Regions from separate parts of the Ovis aries genome. Here region 1 is linked to region 2. A link is a contact called in public Hi-C data. All regions are on one chromosome and are shown on one strand. The core of a region is the stretch at or near the end of the contact, and the rest is flanking DNA. Distances in the headings are between cores, read along the strand shown.

Region 1 (2,700 bases), core at 148-2,647, 210 kb after region 2:
TTTTCCAGGTGTCTGTATGAGGGTTCTGTGGGAGGGCGAGAAGAGGGGGTTCAGCAGGAGCCCCAAGGAGTGGGTGGGGAGTGTCCCTCTCCCAGGGCTCCCATGGGGAAAACAGGCTGGCTCAAAATAACTCGCTAGGTGAAGAGGCCTGGAGGCTAGCAGGTTGCCCACGGGACATGCCAAGCGTGGCTGAACGCTGAGCTGGTGCACACCGGCCAGCTCCACTTTGTTGACAAACACGGGCCCAGGTGCCGGGTGGGGGTGGGGCAGGGCGGAGCCCCAGTTTGCTCACCGTGACCAGGAGACAGTGCAGGTCCCGGGCCTCGGTGGTGCCCTGGGTCTCGGCCGGCTCGCCCAGCAGCTGCGCCAGGCGCTGCATCCCCGACACCCGCACGATGTCGATGTCGTTGTCGCAGCAGAAGGACTGAATAAGCGTAAAGTGGATCTGCAGGGCGATGTCGTCCTCCTCTTCCTCGTCGATGGCCAGGAGGCACAGGACCACGCTATCAGGATCCCTGAGGGGCCAGAGGGGGATGGGTGGGTCAGCTGGGGACTCGGAAGGGCCCCCCTTCTCGTGCGGCGGGGAGTTTGCAAAAGCAGAGAGCAACTGCAGGTGTGCAGGGGATGGCATCTGCAAGCAGATGCTGGGGTGGGGGAGAAGACGCTCGGTTCAAAGGCCGGGCGTGGGTGGGGGGTAAGTCAGGGACATAAACAGGCGACTGTTTGCAAGTGATGTAGCCCCAGCATACTGCAGCCTCCACGCCTCAAAAAAAAAAAAAAGGGCAGAAAGATCCCCAATCCACAATGGGGACACTTGGGGGTGTCCCAGACCCATGCAAGACAGGAGTGCAGGAGGGAGATTGCAGAGCGGAGAGGGTCCCCACCCGCGCCCAGCCGGGAGACAGAGTCTGACTCACACATTCATCAGCTTGGCCGACTCGTACACCCCCACGGTGAGGCGGTCCTGGCGCTGCGCGGCCACCAGCAACTCCTCCACCGCGGCGCTCACCGTCTGCATCCTGGGGCCAAGGGAGAGCGGAGGTCAGCATCAGGCCAGGCACGGGGCGCCCCTTCCCCACCCGGCCCAGCCTGACCTCAGGTGGCAGGGGCGCCACTACTTACTTTTGCGCCGCGTTGTCGCACGCCACGAGCTCTTCCAGTGTCATGTTGCAGTTATAATCCACAGTGGAAAACAGCCTCACGACAGGTTCAAGGAAGAAAATGCAATATCCAAGGCTGGAAAGCCCAAAGCCTTCCCACGGAGACCAAGCGTTCGTCAAGACCTTAGGAAGGCAGCGAAATCCACCCCCAAAAAAGGCGGAAAAAATTGCAAGTGTCTCAGCAAGAATAATCCAAGTAGCAACTGCAAAAGATCCGAGTGCTCGGCGTCAGCGATCTGAGCTTGCGGCGGCAGGCACAGCCTTTTATAGACTAAGAGGTTAGGGGGCGAGGCCCCAGTGACCCGTTCGCCCCTCCGATTGGACAAAACACAAAGGCGAGAGAAATTCGCGCTGCGGTTGGTCGGCGGCGGGGAGGGGGCGGGGCGCCGCGCGGGGGTGCCCCACGTGGGGGCGAGAGCCGGGAGGAGGGCGCCGGGAGGGTGGGGGTGGAGCCGGGGGGAACTTGAGTGCCAGAAAAGAGAAAAAAAAGCAGAAGTTTTCTCTTATTTCCCGGCAGCCGCGCCGCGTTTCGGGGCGCGCGCGGGATTTCCAGCGCGCGAGGCGGCCCAGACTTTCGAGGGGGGGGGCCTGGAATCCCCTCCCGGTCCCCGGAGAGTCCCCGGCCCGAGTCTTTCCAGGTTCTGCAGCAGTTTTACACCGAGAGGGAGCCCAGTCTGCAGCCCGATCCCTAGGTGGTGGGGGGGGGGGGGGGGGGTAGCCCCAGGCTGCAGAGACCCCAGCCCCTGGGTGACTTTACTTTCTGGGCGTTTCTGCCCTTATCTGTCTAATGGGAATGCAAAGTTGGCCTCATTAGATTGCAGAGTCCTAAATAAAGTGAGGGATGCACAGTAAGCGCCTAGCACGCGGTGGTGGTCGCAGGAGGCCGCCTAGATCCCCCAAATTGCAGGCTGCGAAAGCGGCCTCAGAGTTCCCACCCGTCCTATGACAATGCGCACCGGCCTCACTGGGTTGCAGGAAACATTAACTAATAAGTGGAGTACACAAGAGACACTTGATAAATATCGCCTGGTAGTCTGGGAGGTCGCCTCGAGTTCCCCAGAACCAGGGGCTGCAGAGCCCAGGGCCGAGACCCGGTGCCCCCTCTCCAACCCCGCGAGTTTCAGGGTGGGGCGCGCGTGGGAGGCGCAGGTGGCTAGGCCTCGCAGGCTCCACGCCCCCTGCAGGCGCCTGGCATTGCAAGGTTTGACTGCCCCTGCTCACAGCGGCTCTGTTGGGGGAAATCCAGCCCGAGAGAGGGCGAAGGGAGCCGGTTCATCTGTGAGCCACGCGCTGCCACCTTTGCGCGCTTACTGTGATGGTGGCCGCTTTTATTCCCTCCGGAGTGGGCGCTGAATGTATGGAGCGCGCGCTTGGCCCCAGGTTCTCCGTATCACGGTTCATTGAATCCCCAAGAACCCGGGAAGCATGGGCTATGCTTATCTGCAGGATGCAAAAGGGTAAACTGAGGTTTGGTGGGGCCTCCACTAATTCAAGGCCCCAGTTAGCTGGTGCTGGAGTTACACGTGTGCGCCAGGCGCGG
Region 2 (2,700 bases), core at 48-2,547:
ACAACAGGTGTTTTGAAACAGTGCAGTTGCCTGTCCTAGGGATCACCGGTTAAAACAAAATCTTGAGGCGGTCCAGAGGTTAGGACTCCACTCTTTCACGTTGGTGATGGACAGGGAGGCCAGGCGTGCTGCGGTTCATGGGGTCGCAGAGTCGAACAGGACTGAGCGACTGAACTGAACTTTCACTGAAGGGGGCACAGGTTTGATTCCTTCTCCGTAGGGCCCCAAAGAGTCGGTCACGACTGAGCATGCACATACGCATAGGAAACGAAGACCAGTGCGCAAAAAAACCCCAAAATATCAACCTTGAACCACCTGAGTCACCCGGAAAGAAACGAGAATTAAACATGCCCCCAAACCCACCTCCTTTATTTATCCATTTCTGCAAAAGAAATGAAAATACCCTGGGGTGTTAAGTGTGCATGCGTTTTAAGTAGGATAAAAGTGAATTGGGAGAACATTTCTGGCAACTTTAACCCTAATGACGGTCATTTAGTAGGGAATTTCCCATTACCCACCCTCGATTTTTTTCTCTCTTGAGAACGTCAAGATTAATTCTACGTTAGTTTTCATTTTCGCTGTTTCCTATAGCTGGAGTGCTTTTCTCCAGTTCTTCAAATTTACCTGTGGGAGAGAGACCCTCCCTAATCATCCCAGCCAATTTACCCCCCAAACACAACACACCACGTTTTCTTCATAGTGCTTGCCATTGAGTAAAATCTGTTCATTTATATACTAGTTTACTAGTTTATAGTGTATCGCAATACAAGGTAATGAGAGCAAACATTTCCCTTTATAGTTGGCGTGCATATTCGTTGACTACTAGGCACCTGCGGTAAACAAAAATCTGTGAATTATTATACTTTACTCTGATGGACTGAATGAATAACATAATTCACTTGTTGGAGGATGGATGGGTAAAAAAAATAAACAAATAACAGTTGCTCGAATTCAAAGAGCGTCTATGATGCTCCGGGGCGCCAGATACCCAAACGCAGCTGCACCACGTGGCCGACTCGGCACCACGTGACGACTCAGCCAACCCACAAGAATCCTCCACCGTCCCATGATGCACCACTCCATTCCCTCTGTAGAGGACAAGTCAGTCCTGATTTCCGGCCTCCAATCGCTCGTAGTGGTTAGTTGCCCTAACGACCAACTTGTCCCAGCCTCTAAGGTACGTCACTTCCCCTTACGCCAGACCTGATAATTGCCGCGCCTGCGCAGAATGAAAGCCAGGAGGCGCTGGCTCCTTCTGCGCAGGCGTCTCAGTTGGGGGGCGGGACCGGGCGGCGCTGTGGTGCGCAGGCGCAGCCGTCGGTGGGTCCCGGGTTCGGCTGTGTGAGGTGAGTCGGGGGGTTCGGCGCTGGTCCGAATGGGCCTAAGGTCCGCAATTCGGGGCGTCTGGGGCCTCTGGGGCTCCTGTGCCGTAGGAAGACGTCGGTCCGGGGCCGGGGTCGCCATAATTTGCGGAGTGCTGTGAGTGGGCGGCGCGGAGGGGAAACTGAGGCCAGACCCCGTCGGGCAAGCCCTTGGCTGCCCAGGTTTTCTTCCTCCGGACTCCAGGCCTATGAAATGCGGATTAGGAGGCCCGGGGGTGAATAGCGGGAGGCATAGCGCCCCGCACGCAGTGAGCACTCGCTGGGTGTCCGCTGTGTCCCGGAAACACGGTCTTTTAGAATCGGGGCTCCGGTCCTTGGGGTTCAAGTCGGGGCTCCCTGTCCCGGCGCCTTCACTGTCCACCTGGGTGACCTTGACCAGCCTCTTGGCTTCTCGGAGCCTTTTTCCCCCTCCATATAACGGGCGTTGTCACAGACCCTGCATGGAGTAGGGGGACTTCCGGAGAGGACTAAAGCCGCAGGGCCCCCAGCGCGAAGTGACAGCTCCAAGAGATCAGCAGCGGTTAGTCCGCTTTCACGAGGACGACCTCTGCCTGTTGTGCCAGAGACTGGGGCGAAATCTAGCGCTGAGGACCGGCTCGTCCACCTCTCGCTGGCTCTGTGAGCTTGGGCAAGTCGTTTGCCCCCTCCACGACCCTTTTCTGCCACGAATAGGGGCTGTAGAAGTATATGTCTCTTAAGGTCATTATGAGGTTAAGTACACTTGGAACCTTCTTTCATTAGGTTCTTGCTACTTGTCTAGAGCTTCCTAGAGGACAGATGGTTTTGTTATCAGATGCCAGGAACTGCTTGAGCACTCTGCATCTCCACCCAGGAAAGTTTCCCGTTTTCTTTTGTTTCTCTCTCTGGTTATTTGTTTTGTCTGCTTTTCCTCTCCCTAGGCCAGGCATTCTGTCCTCTCAGGGAACACGGGCCATGTCTGGGGACGTCTATGGCTGTCACAGCCAGGGGCGCTCCTGGTATCAAGGGGCTGGTGACCAGGGATGCTGCTGCACATCCCACAGTGCCCAGGATGGCCCCACGGAGAACAGTCTGGCCCTCAATGTCCACAGTGCTAAAGTACGTCCTACCTCAGACTAGTGGTTTTTCACTAGTGGCCCTCAACCTAGGGCCAAGTAACATCAGCTTCTGGTCTCCAGAAGGGGTGAAGGGTGTGAACCCCCAAGAAATCACATGCAAGGTTTGGTGTGGGTGTCCACTTTTGTGGGTGAGGAAGGGTATTTTGGAGTTTGGAGCTCTAGAAATCAGGTTGCACAGGTTCAAAACTGCTGATATGCATCTTCCCTGGATGACCTTGGAG

The links. A called contact is a pair of places that touch in the nucleus more often than the background predicts.
Region 1: a contact with region 2 is called in a Hi-C map of hypothalamus, with 2.6 times the contacts expected there. The contact joins the promoter of GADD45B here to the promoter of SGTA in region 2. A contact is called at or near these places in 3 of 16 Hi-C or Micro-C datasets (hypothalamus, liver and muscle).

The regions. Positions count from the first base shown.
Region 1 is chr5:18,910,740-18,913,439 of ARS-UI_Ramb_v3.0, forward strand. It overlaps GADD45B (growth arrest and DNA damage inducible beta), which reads right to left and starts at 1,398. Exons shown (of 4, transcript XM_004008628.5): 1 at 1,123-1,398; 2 at 918-1,019; 3 at 293-515; 4 at 1-25. The coding sequence starts at 1,166.
Region 2 is chr5:18,698,577-18,701,276 of ARS-UI_Ramb_v3.0, forward strand. It overlaps SGTA (small glutamine rich tetratricopeptide repeat co-chaperone alpha), which reads left to right and starts at 1,298. Exons shown (of 10, transcript XM_060416336.1): 1 at 1,298-1,346.